2 separate regions of the Xenopus laevis genome follow, and region 2 is linked to region 1. Evidence: chromatin contacts called from public Hi-C data. All regions are on one chromosome and are shown on one strand. The core of a region is the stretch at or near the end of the contact, and the rest is flanking DNA. Distances in the headings are between cores, read along the strand shown. Region 1 has its middle 20 kb from the start of mcrip1.L. Region 2 holds the start of gcgr.L (glucagon receptor L homeolog).

Evidence for each region. Hi-C and Micro-C count contacts between places; a contact is called where the count stands out from the background.
Region 2: a contact with region 1 is called in a Hi-C map of the XL177 cell line, with 3 times the contacts expected there. The contact joins the promoter of gcgr.L here to the enhancer-like site in region 1. A contact is called at or near these places in 2 of 4 Hi-C or Micro-C datasets (the XL177 cell line and the XTC cell line).

Annotation. Positions count from the first base shown.
Region 1 is chr9_10L:29,017,214-29,024,621 of Xenopus_laevis_v10.1, reverse strand. No RefSeq gene overlaps it. Among protein-coding and RNA genes, the nearest start is that of mcrip1.L, 20 kb to the right of the region's middle. Within about 2 kb of position 6,096, at least 1 of the 7 cell types and tissues checked has an H3K27ac peak or open chromatin away from gene starts, as enhancers often do.
Region 2 is chr9_10L:29,131,539-29,137,983 of Xenopus_laevis_v10.1, reverse strand. It overlaps gcgr.L (glucagon receptor L homeolog), which reads left to right and starts at 3,446. Exons shown (of 14, transcript NM_001085752.1): 1 at 3,446-3,550.

The DNA.
Region 1 (7,408 bases), core at 4,847-7,346:
GGAACTAACGGCCTGGGGTTCATGTTGTCGCTCTAATTGCATTTACTCTTCCGTTATTCCTGTGGCGCATCATCTTTGCTTCCAGTCTCCAGCCCTCTTCTCCCTGATGTCTACAAAGGTTTTGCAGATGTGTTTGAGAAGCAAAATGCTGAGATCTTACCTCCTCATCGTCCATATGATTATCCTGTTGATCTGGTTCCCGGCTCCATACCTCCTAAGGGAAGAACATATCCCTCATCCGTGCCTGAGACCAAAGCCATGAAAGAATATGTTCAGGAGAATCTTTCCAAAGGGTTTATCAGGAAGTCCACATCCCCGGCTGGAGCTGGTTTCTTTTTTGTCCAGAAGAAGGATGCTTAGACAATGCATTGACTATCGTGCCTTGAGTAAGATTACTATAAAGAATCTATATCCGTTACCTCCGATACCAGAATTATTCGATAGACTAAGGGGAGCTAAAGTCTTCACTATGTTAGACTTGCGAGGTGCATACAACCTCATTCGCATTCGTCAAGATGATGTGTGGAAGACTGCCTTCAACACTCGGGATAGCCATTATGAATATTTGGTCATGCCATTCGGCTTATGCAACGCTCCCGCTGTCTTTCAAGATTTCATCAATGATGTCCTTTGAGACTTTTTACAAACCTGTGTCATAGTCTATTTGGATGATATTCTGGTTTATTCTTCTTCAATTTCTGATCATCTTTGTCAAGTAAAACAAGTTCTTCTCAAATTAAGGGAGAATTGCCTTTATGCCAAAAGTGTGAGTTCCATAAGTCTTCAATCTCCTTCCTAGGATTCTGCTAAAGTTTCCACTGTTCTCGATTGGCCGGTCCCTACAACTTTGAAAGAAATTCAACAATTCCTGGGTTTTGCCAACTTTTATCGCAAGTTTATCAAGAACCTTTCCCAAACAGTGGCACCCACTACGGCTCTTATGAAGAAACCTTGTAAAATTGTCGGGACCCCTCAAGCACAAGAGGCATTTGTGACTCTTAAAAGATTGTTTAATTCTGCTCCAATACTTCTCCATCCCGATCCGGTTCGGCCTTTTATTTTGGAAGTCGATGCTTTGGAGGTCGGAGTTGGGGCTGTCTTGTCTCAGCGTGCTGAATTTCAAGGGTCTCTTCATCCTTGTGCCTATTTCTCTCACAAACTGTCTCCTACCGAGAGGAATTATGATGTGGGTAATCGTGAACTTTTGGCTGTTAAGCTTGCATTGGAAGAGTGGCGTCATCTGCTTGAGGGAACTGAACAACCTATTACCGTATATACTCGAGTATAAGCCGAGTTTTTCAGCCCCCAAAATATGCTGAAAAACTCTACCTCGGCTTATACTCGGGTCAAGTGCAAAAACGGTTGCCGGCGCCTTAGAATAGTAGCCGGCGCCTAAGAATATTCGCCGGCGCCTTAGAATAGTAGCCGGTGCCTAAGAATATTCACCGGCGCCTTAAAATAGTAGCCGGCGCCTAAGAATATTCGCCTGCTCTTAGAATAGTAGCCGGCGCCTAAGAATAGTCATCCAAAAACGAGATTGAAACTTACCAGAAGCTGCTGCATTTCTCACCCTCGGCTTATACTTGAGTCAATAAGCTTTCCCAGTTTTTGGAGGTAAAATTAGGTACCTCGGCTTATACTCGGGACGGCTTATACTCGAGTATATACGGTACCATCCTAACTGATCACAAGAATCTTGAATATATTTCCTCGGCTAGAAGACTTAATCCTCGTCAGTCTCGCTGGGCTTTGTTTTTCTTTAGGTTTAATTTCTTCATTTTGTATTGGCCTGGTTCAAAGAATACTAAAACAGATGCCTTGTCCAGATGTATGGTACAAAGTGAGAGCAACCCGGTCCTACCCTCTCCTATTATTTCTCCTGATTTGATTGTTGCACCCACTTCTCTATTTTCACCTGATCTGTCCAACTTGGAACGTCCTTCCGAATGCCCTGCTGGGAGAGTTTTTGTGCCACAGTCAAGGGTGGTTCAAGTTCTTGAATGGGCTCATTCTTCTAGGTTTTCTGGTCATTCAGGCATCAAGAAGACTCAGGAGTTTGTTTCAAGGTATTGTTGGTGGCCTTCGATTATCAAAGATGTCAAGTTCTTTGTTTCGGTTTGCACAGTCTGCAACAGAAGAGTCCTCGTTCCTTACCCTGTGGCCTTCTTCAACCCTTGCCATTCCCACTCAGCCCTGGCAAGATGTGGCTATGGACTTTATAGTGGACCTGCCTAAGTCCTCTGATATGACTACTATTTTGGACAGATTTTCCAAGATGGCTCATTTCATTCCTCTGAGAAAACTTCCATCCGCTGCTGGCCTGGCTCAAATTTTCATCAAAGAGATTTTCCGCTTGCATGTCCGATCGTGGGGTACAGTTTGTATCCAGATTTTGGCAAGCTTTCTCTGAACATTTGGACATTAAATTGAACTTCTCTTCAAGTAATGGGCAGACTGAGAGGACCAATCAGAGTTTGGAACAGTTCCTGCAATGTTTTATTTCTCAGAACCAGGACGATTGGGTTGAAGTCCTTCCTTGGGCTGAGTTTGCCAATAATAATGTTCAACATGAGTCTCTGGGAGTTTCTCCATTTTTCGTTGTCTTTGGCTATCATCCTTCTGCTCTTCCTCCTGGTGTCTTCAAGTCTGAGATACCTGCTGCTAATGCACTTGTTCATTATTTCAAAGACATCTGGTCTCAAGTCCACCAGTCTCTAAGGAAAGCTTCGTCTGCTCAGAAGATTGCGGCAGACAAATATCTTCGTGCTAATCCTTCCTACCAGATTGGAGATTTTGTCTGGCTTTCCACTAAGCATATTAAACTTCGTCTCCCCTCTTCCAAGTTTGGACCTCGCTTTGTGGGACCCTTCAAAATGAAGAAGGTGATTAACCCTGTGTCTTTTCGTCTAGATCTTCCTTCCACTATGAATATCTCCAATTTCAGTTTCATGTTTCCTTGCTGAAGCCTGTTGTCAGAAACAGTTTTTCTTCTGATCAAACTCCTCCTGCTCCCATCATTCTTCATGACCACCACAAGTTTGAGGTTCAGGAGATTCTGGATTCCAGGAAGGTGAGAGGCAAGGTCCAATATTTAGTCCATTGGGCTGATTTTGGACCCGAAGAAAGATCTTGGGTAAGAGCTACTGACACTCATGCTCCTCGCCTGATCTGGGCCTTTCATAAGAAGTTTCCTGATAAGTGTTGGGAGTTCCCGGAGGTTACTCCTGAAGGGGGGGTACTGTAAGACACGCCAGGAGAGCTCAGCGCTCTCTTACCTCCCGGCGCATCTCGTCATGGGTTACTGTGCGCACTTCTGCACAGTTTGAAGCCAAGCGTCATGACGTCATGGATTCGGCGCCGGATTTGAATTTAGTGCCAAACTGCCTTTAAAGCTCCAGTCCTCCATTTTGTGAGTGCCCAAGCTAGGCTTCAGTTTACTGCTCCTGCTTATATCTGATTCTATCTGGTCTATCTGGTTTTTTGACTTCTGCCTAACTCTCGTTTACGATTCCTGACGCTTGCCTCTGATTCTTCGCCTGTTTGACTACGTCTTTCCTAAATGCTTGCAGGTACCTTGTTTTCGGACTGTTTGCTATAGATCTGCACTTCCTTGTTGGTTTTCCGCAGCAGAAGCCCGGGGCCCCAAAAGGGCGTCGGTGATCACTGGAGACTGCAGGGTTTTCCTGTGCAACTGAGTGTACTCATCATCACGCAAGGTTCTGATAACGAGATTGTTACAGTCAGTTAATTTAAATTTTATTTCTCATTGTACGATTGCAGATTATTCGATATACCTTTAACATTCATCAAGTTATATTATGTCTTGTTTTATAATTGTTTCTTTTACATCAGCCATGTCTGTTGTACCTTTACAGTGCTATTAATAATTTGATAAAAGTAGATAGATAGATATATATATATACGCACTGGGCATCATTTAGAGGGGTTGAACCTGATGGACTTTTGTCTTTTTTCAACCCAAATTAATTATGTAACTATGTACCCAAACAGGTTTGAAAAATGTTGGAGATACAGGAAAATGTATTCCTATCCTACACTACATTAGATATTACCTAAAATCTGTTCTTTGGTCAATTAAAACCCTAAAAGAATCAGTGTGTAAGTAAAATGGTGCCATCATGGAATAATGGAAACAGTTCAGCTTAACTGTACACATTTTGGGCAAAGCAGCAGCAAAACTGGGCAGCATTTGAAAACTAGACATTCTTGGTTATGCCTGTAAACTATGCCTATAAGACAGTATTCACAAATGTTTTTTGCCATACCTAACCTCAATCTTTTTCTCATTTAATCTGCCACCATCAACACTGGTATCTAGCAATACCAAAACCTTTGGATCATATTTCCTTATTCGTTTTTAGTGATTCATTTTGTTTAATGCTTAAAAAAACGAGTACTTTAGAAAAGAACAGTGCTAGTATATAATAATAGAGAGATCAGTTTGAACCGCGCTGTATGCTCATATGTGATGAGCCATTGTCCCTTGGGACCAATTCTATGTAATAAGACCTTCAATTAAGCACAGTTCTTCAGTTACTAATGACAGGCACATTGATCTTATATGGACAAGTATGAGTAACTTTAATCTTGTCTTCCAGTTTAAGCATCAAGCCTGAAGGGGACGGATGTTGATTATAGCTTCACATTCACAACAAACTGCATTAACTGCCCATAAGGATATAATTCTGAACTTTCTCCCATCTCCTGATTTTGTTTATGGTGAAAAAATGTAAACATATTAGCCTCAGGGGAATGAGTTTGGATGGTTAGAGTCAAGTGCTTTCGATGTTTCCAACCCAAAATATACACTGAACTGAATAAAAATGCTAATTATTTTTAACTGTGCTTACAATCTTCCACATATTAGAGAAAAAGCCTTGAAAACATGTTTTTGTTGCAGTAATACCCAGCTATGGAACACAGTTGCTGTTGGATGTCACATAAAAGCATTGTATGATTATTGGTGACACTAATAATCAATTTGGATTTAGATGTCAGTGAATGGGAGTCATTGCTTATGCATAAGGAAACTGATGTAATGTGTAATGGAATATAAAATTGTGAACGAAAAGCTAAAAATTTATCTAAAAACAAGGGGGTTAGAAAAGAAGGAAAAGGCATGAACTATGGAAAAGAGAGAGAGTCGAAAAGAAAAGGGAGGAAAAAAAGAAAATGGGGAACAAGAGAGAAAGAATGGAAGTAGATTAGGACAAAAGTGAAGAATATACAAGGCATAAGGAGAAGGTGCAATTTGAAACGGTGAAGGAGGAGCAAGGGAAGAAAATGTGCATATTGGGCAGGAGAAATGCATGAAAGGAGAAAACAGAGGGATAGGGGAACAGAAAAAGTAAAATAGATGATAAGAATGGAATTGGGTAGAAACATGTAAACAGGAGAAGAAAGTGGCTAGTTATCAGCCAAAACTTTCAAGAGCTTCCCTTGCATCTTTGGGACCAATGACACACCCTGCAGAACAGTTAGAAATGTTTATGTAATTTCTTGCAGTTCCCAGCAACTCCGCTCCAGTGTGCCATCACAGACAGTAGTCAAGAGTCTCCACCTCCTGCAATACAAGCTGTCATGACTCCCCGAGAACCATCGCTAACAGAACTTCTGGGAGCAGTATTGGAAAATCGCACATCTGCTACAGCCCAACTTGAGGCCCTTAAAGAAGATATTTCACTGTTGAGACAAGACCTACAAAATGTAGCGAGAGAGAACAACAGAAGTGGAAAACAGGGTCTCTACCCTTGAGGACCAAGTGTCTCCATTGCAGAATTCAAACAGTACAACAACAACTCCAGTCTGCCTTGGAAAAAAAATAGATGACCTGGAAAACAGGCACAGGCGAAATAATGTCCGAATCGTCGGGCTGCCAGAAAGGTCAGAGGGCCAACACCCCGAACTATTTATGGAAACCTGGCTGCAAGGTCTACTAGGGGCAGACACTCTCTCCACTAATTTTGTAGTGGAAAGGGCCCACAGAGTCCCAAATAGGGCAACCCCGCCAGGTGCCCCACCAAGGCCCTTTTTGTTCAAGGTCCTCAACTACAGAGACCGGGACGTGATCCTTATAGCCGCCCGACAAAAAGGAGAAATTTAACACAATGGCTCGAGGATCCCATTTTACCCAGACTTCTCTGCGGCTGTTCAGAAACAAAGAGCGAGCTTCCGGGGAGTCAAAAGACGGCAGCGAGGTGCACAGCTCCAATTCTGTATGCTTTTTCCAGCCAAGCTGCGGATTATTGAAGGCGGTCAGAAACATTTTACAGCTCCAGCAGAGATGAAGACCAGCCCCAAATAACATTCCTAGGCGTGACTAATTCTTCAGTCACAATCTAACTAAACTTAACAACCCAAGTTGCCCACTATTTTCACATGAGGTCTGAGGATCCTGAACTGCTATTACTTTCCAACACTGCGGTATTCCCTGATGCTATCCTTCATTTGAGGTACAACAGGAAGGTAATATGTCATGAAATCAGGGTACCCAACTATTCTTCTATGCCAGGGGTTATGTAACCATGAGAACGGGCCGGTCCGCTACTAGGTCAGACCACTAATCCATGGCACATCTGGGTCGGAAGGGAACTATAATTGTTCATAACAACGTAACGGTTCCAGTGATAAAGGGCCACGCACCAAGTCACTGACCAACTTACGTTATGGGTACTAGACCCACCCATGTTGGGGGGTGGGTAGGAAGGGAAAATGGGAAATGTTGGGGTGTTGTATGTTCTATGTGTTTACCTTTATCTTCACCATAAGCATCGTGTTGCTGTGTGCTCCCATGTTACAGACACCAAGACCCATACTGGTAAATCACCTATGCATTTTTTACCATGTCAACCTATAACATAATTTCATGGAACATTAGGGGGTCTCAATTCCAAATTCAAACGTAGTCTTATGTTTAACTTCATTAACATTTGCCTTCTATTCTTCTTCTACAAGAAACCCAAATTACAGGTCAAAAAGTACTCTCCCTTAAAAGACCTTGGGTGGGGTGGTCCTACAACTCCATATTCTCTACACATGCAAGAGGGGTTTCTATTTTGATTTAAAAAAATATAGTATTTTCACTAATGCAGGTTATCACTGACCACTATGGGCATTATATTATACTAAGCTGCACACTTGATAATAAGCCCATCACAATTATCCATATTTTTATGCCCCCATCATATACAGGGGCACTGCTAGAACAGATCACTACTAAATTAGCAAATTTTCCTCCTGGGCCTATGTGTATACTAGGGGACTTTAACTCCACAATGGACCCTCAGATAGACCGTCTTAAGTCACAAGACACAGGTCCTACCAAACTAGCTCAATGGGCGGAAGCATTTCAATTGCTAGACTGCTGGAGATGGAAGCACCCAGAGCT
Region 2 (6,445 bases), core at 2,197-4,696, 120 kb before region 1:
CTGTGTGACATCTAGAGCATAACCTCCAATAGTCCCGTTTTTCACAGGACAGTCCCGATTTTAAGAGCTCAGCCCGCAGTCCTGGAGTGTTACACAAATGTCCTGAGTCTCTGTTTGATCTCCTGCACTTTCGCCAGAAAAAGATACAAAGTTTATAGAACTTTAAAGGGATACTGTCATGGGAAAAAATTTTTTTTTCAAAATGAATCAGTTAATTAATTGATTACATTTAGAAAGTTTCAGTATGATGAAGCTTATATTAAATTTTCATTCTTGTTATAATTCCCCTTTAAATAGCAACTATTGTTTCTTTGCCTATTTTAAATAGTTACAAATGTATTTCAGTGCAGGTGCTGAGTATTCTGGGCTCTCTGACAAAAAGCCTCTTATTTAAAGGGATACTGTCATGGGGAAAAAAAAAATTTTTTCAAAATGAATCAGTTAATAGTGCTGCTCCAGCAGAATTCTGCACTGAAATCCATTTCTCGAAAGAGCAAACAGATTTTTTTATATTCAATTTTGAAATCTGACATGGGGCTAGACATTTTGTCAATTTCCCAGCTGCCCCTGGTCATGTGACTTGTGCCTGCACTTTATGAGAGAAATGCTTTCTGGCAGGCTGCTGTTTTTCCTTCTCAATGTAACTGAATGTGTCTCAGTGGGATATGGGTTTTTACTATTGAGTGCTGTTCTTAGATCTACCAGGCAGCTGTTATCTTGTGTTAGGGAGCTGTTATCTGGTTACCTTCTTTTGTTTGGCTGCTGGGGGGGGGGGAGGGAGGGGGTGATATCACTCCAACTTGCAGTACAGCAGTAAAGAGTGATTGAAGTTTATCAGAGCACAAGTCACATGACTTGGGGCAGCTGGGAAATTGACAATATGTCTAGCCCCATGTCAGATTTCAAAACTGAATATGAAAAAATCTGTTTGCTCTTTTGAGAAATGGATTTCAGTGCAGAATTCTGCTGGAGCAGCACTATTAACTGATTCATTTTGAAATTTTTTTTTTTCCCATGACAGTATCCCTTTAAATAAGAGGCTTTTTGTCAGAGAGCCCAGAATACTCAGCACCTGCACTGAAATACATTTGTAACTATTTAAAATAGGCAAAGAAACAATTGTTGCTATTTAAAGGGGAACTATAACAAGAATGAAAATGTAATATAAGCTTCATCATACTGAAACTTTCTAAATGTAATCAATTAAATATTCTGCATTGTTTCTGAAATAGTCAAGTTTATCTTCACTTTCCCTCTCTCAGCATCTGTTACACTTCATTCTGTATTCATGCAGCAGTTGGGTGTCAGATATGCATTGACAGTTGGAGCCAATATATGTTATGGGGGGCTCCTTTTGCCTAGAAGATGTACTGTATTAGAGCTCACTCTATTAAAATCACCAGACATCACACTCTACATGCAGGATGTGTGCAAAAGGCAGTTATTTTGTATATATTCTGTTTGTACTGAAATCATTTATTTGAGTGAGTTCTAATTCACCTGCTAGGAAAGAAAGCCCCTGCTGATCCCATTGAGTTCAAAATATGGCTTTTCCTTGTCCTATTGGCGTTTCTTCTGAAAAACTGGCATTGCATGGAGGATGTTGGCTTGCAAGGTCCCTTTGGGAATTGCTATCGGGTGTATTTCTTTATTTTCAATAGGGCTCAATTTTGTGCTCGGCTGCACGTTTTTAAAAATGCAACATAAAAACGCCACGTGTGACCTTGCCCATAAAGGGCAATTCACCTTCATTAGCAAAACTGTAACAACACATAAAACCTGACCCTAAAACCCCCAGAAATGTGTTCAAACTTTCCATAACCTGCCAAATTTTTCAAATGGACATGTATGTAGGGGTGTGAACGCAAAATTGGTGTGGACAAAAAAATTTGCAGTGCTGTGTGCGGCAGAATTTTTCATTCCTCTTTCTGATTTTCAAATGTTGGGAGGTATGATCTAGAGCAGGGATCCCCAACTTTTTTTACCCACGAGCCACATTCAAATGTAAAAAGATTTGGGGAGCAACACAAGCATAAAAAAGTCCCTTGGGGTGCCAAATAAGTGCTGTGATTGGCTATTTGGTAGCTCCTATGTGGACTGGCAGCCTACAGGAGGCTCTACTTGGCAATATACTTAGTTTTTATGCAATTAAAACTTACTTCCAAACCTGGAATTCAAAAATAATCGCCTACTTTGAGACCTCTGGGAGCAACATCCAAGAGGTTGAAGAGCAACATGTTGCTCACGAGCTACTGGTTGGGGATCACTGATCTAGAGAGACAGGAATGATACAATTCAATAAATACGTGTACAATTATACAAGTGGGAAGGGGAACCTTCCATAATGGAAAAGGACCTAGGTGTCCTTGTAGATAAAAACTTGGCTGTAGCAAGCAATGCCAGTCAGCAACATCAAGGGCAAATAAGGTCTTGAACTGTATTAAAAGGGGCATTGATTCACGGGAGGAGGGGGTCATTCTTCCACTTTATAAAGCATGGTAAGGCCCCATCTAGAATATTCTGTAGAGTTTTGGTCTCCAGTGCTCAAACCGGACATTATTGTATTAGAGAAGGTACAGAGAAGGGCAACTAAACTGGTAAAAGGTATGGAAAATCTTAGTTATGAGGAAAAAAGGAAATAGAAAAAAGAAATAGACTGGCCAAATTGGGGTTGCTCACCTGGGGAATAGGCAGTTAAGGGGTGATATGATAACTATGTATAAATATATAAGGGGATCCTCACAAGGTCACCCATTCCGATTAGAAGAAAAGAGGTTCCGCCTAAATATTCAGAAATTGTTTTTTTACAGCCAGAGCTGCGAAGATGTGGAATTCTCTCCCTAAATCAGTCGTAGAGGCTGATACATTAAATAGCTTTAAGAAGGGGTTGGATGGCTTTTAAGCAAGTGAGGGAATACAGGGTTATGGGAGATAGCTCATAGTACAAGTTGATCCAGGGACTAGTCTGGAGTCAGGAAGGAATTTTTCAAATTTCATTTTCAAATGGGATTTTTTTGCCTTCCTCTGGATCAACTAGCAGTTAGGCAGATTATATATAGAGTTGAAAGCTTGAAGACGTGTGTCTTTTTTTCAACGTAATTTACTACGATACATCCCCACTGGCTCTAGAAGCAGACACGCGTTTACAGCCACCAAATGAATCTAGGGTCACAGCTCCACCCAAATACTAATCATAATTAATAACAAAATTAATAAAAATAATCTTATTATGCAGCTCACACCCAAAGCAACGTTGACCACAGCAGAAATCAATCCTCTCTCCTGCACTTCTGAAGCTGAGTAAAGTGAAGGAGAACTGCCACTCCTCACTGGCCCGGGACTCTAACTGGAGCTCCGCCCCCTCTGCACAGCATGCTAGCGAGCAGGAAAAAAAATCACCTCTCGGCTCGTGCTGCACAAGCAGTGTCACTGGGTAAAAGACACAATAAGAGGGACCTGAGGAATTGACTGGTGCTGCAGCGATCCTCTGATATGGGTAGGACTTATATTGCATTGGAAAGCCTGCCAGAACCCACTGGGCAAATAACAGGTATGTAAATATACACAAACTTCTTTACCACGCTAGGAAAGTAAGGGAACTGCACTGAGCCCCTTATAGAACATAACAAACATTACCTACCAAAGGTAAGACAGGAAAAAACACTTGTAGGGTGGGAGGTGTTTTTTATAGGTGTTTTTCCTGTCCTACCTAAGGGGGACTATTTTAGGTCTTAGGTCTCTCTGACTGAAAGGCAGACGGAAAGGGTGAGTACTGGGAAAATGCTTGGCATGGGATAGAGCAATAGACTGGAAGGGGTAAAGGTGTGCAGGAAGTTGTGGGCAACAAGTAACCATATAATGGCTAGGAATGTGGGGGATATTGGGTGAGTAGGGTGGATAGTGTTGTAGTCTTTGCATTTGGCAGGTTGTTAAGAAACTGAGCACCCCCTTGTAGTTGGTAATGGACAGTGCCCTAATAGTGCCAATGACTGGGGTACCACAATAGGGTATATGGGGCAAACCATTACTAGGGGGGGTATGTACTGGCAGTGTATGATGATTAGTTGGATAGAGACTGGAAATCATGGAGTATGTAGGAGGAATGCTAAGTTATGAGAGGTTTTTGCACAGGGGGAGGGGTAGACAGATTGCTTGCTTCATGTCTCAGAGTTTGTCAGTGGAGGGGGTGTCAATTTTAGGGAGACAATCTATGTAAGTGCAGCGGCTTTCAGTCTGAGGAAGAGCGTCTCTGTCCGCTGAGGGGGGTCTCAGTTTGGTTTTGTGAGCCTTCTGTGTTTTTGGAGGGTTCTCAGATGGAGAGCTCAGAGAATTTCATTTTAAACACGGGAGAGTCCGTTATAGTTGTTAAGGTCACAAACTGAGAGACCCCTGTCACTGAATTTCACTGACAGGCTGTCTCTCTTTGTTTGAATATGATCTCTCTTGGCTGTATTAACCCAGAAACAGTGATGTTTTCCAGCATTGTATGCAGACAGGGAAAGATACAAAGTACCTTCTTCTCATAGGATTTATCCATTCCACAGAAAAGACTGTATGCTTTTTAATAAATAGACTGCCATTTCTTTATTCTTCCAAAAAGTCGCCTTTATATGTATGTCTGCAACAGTACTTGGACTGAATCTTTTATTAATAACTCTAGAAAATGAATATAATAAACATATGTCTGCAGGTTGCACTTTTGTTGTATTTATATTATTGAAAACAGATGGGGATAAATATAAAACTATATGGCAGGTGAGTCATCCCTTGCATTATAAACAATAAAGAAATATTGTGTTCTAACAGCTGAACTGCATCTCTCGACTATGTGTCAGAGTGTGTCGATGATGCAGTTCAGCTAAAGCTAGAGGATAGCATGATGAGGCCACAAACCAACAGGTTACGTAACTTCAAGCACAGGTGTATATAGCTAATAAATGTTCTGCTCACTTTGTCTAAAGTCCAAAACTAGCAGTCATATATAATATATTGAATTACATGCCCCTGTTGTAAATTATAAGGTTATATGAAGTCCCACCATAAAGTTCTAAAGACGTTGTGCACCTTTTAGTGTGATGTAGAGATGGATACTGTGAGACAATTTGCAACTGTTTTTTTACTTTTTTATTTGTCGTTTTTGACTTTTTATACAGTAGCTCTTCATTTGCAGTTTTGGCAATTTGGTTGCTAGGGTCCAGTTTACCCTAGCAACCATGTATTCATTTGATCAAGAGACTGGGGTATGAATAGGAGATGACCTGAATAGAAAGAAGAACAATAAATAGTAGCAGTTACAACACATTTGTAGCCTTACAAAGAATTTGATGCAGTCAGTGACCACCATTTGAAAGCTGGAAAGAGTCAGAAGAAAAAGGCAAGTAATTTAAAAAACAAATGATAAAGACCAGTTGAAAAGTTGTTTAGAATTGGCCATTCTATAACATACTATAAGTTAATGTAGAGTTGAACCATCCCTTTCAAATAGGATGCTTTACTCCTTACTGTATTAACATTGTCTTAGTGAAAAAGTATCAATAGAAACTGTTCTTGCCTTAGTTTGGATTTCCTTACTTTATGTAGCAGTCTGAAAAATGTACAGGCCTAATGTACATGACACTATGCTGTGTCAACAGCGATGTCTTTGGGGCTTGTTTACTGGTCTTAACTGGCAGTTTTATTGATATTTTAAGTAAGCATACCTCCCAACATTTGAAAAATAGAAAGAGGGAAAAAAGATCTGCCGCAAACATTTTTGACCACGCCCATTATATGGGCAGACCCCCTAAATACCTCCATTTTACAAAATTTGACAGATTATGGAAAGTTTGAACACATTTCTGGGAATTGCAGGTTTTAGGTGTTATTACAGTTTTGCTAATGAAAGTGAATTGCCCTTTAAGCTGCAAGTCATAGTTTCCCAAAGTGGCCTGCTTATCTTAAATTGTTACAATTGTATATTAAATTGTTACACATGTATCTAAGTGCACCTGCTGAGTATTCTGGACTCTCTGCCAAAAGCCTTTTATTTAATTACATTTTAGAAGCTTTGTATATTTTTCTGGCTGTTCAGTGCAGGAAATCAAAGAGAAAGTCGGGACATTTCAGTAACAATCCGGGTCTGCGGGTTGAGCTTTCAAAAACGGGACAGTTGGGAGGTATGACTAAAGTATTTGAATTGGTGGCCGTGTACTATAATGTAACCAATGAATACATTGGATTAGATATGAGTAACCATAGCTTGAAATACCACCCTTATTGTTGAGACTATATGAAGCATTAGCATTTTCATCATTCTCCTTATCAATTTGTGCACAATCACTGACTTGCCAGGAAACCGTAACCAGTCATGGATGACAGAGATTCTAGATATGTTTACTGTATACATTCAATAAAGAACATGAAAGTCATGAGATTATGTGTGACATGCTGTACAGCTAAGGATACT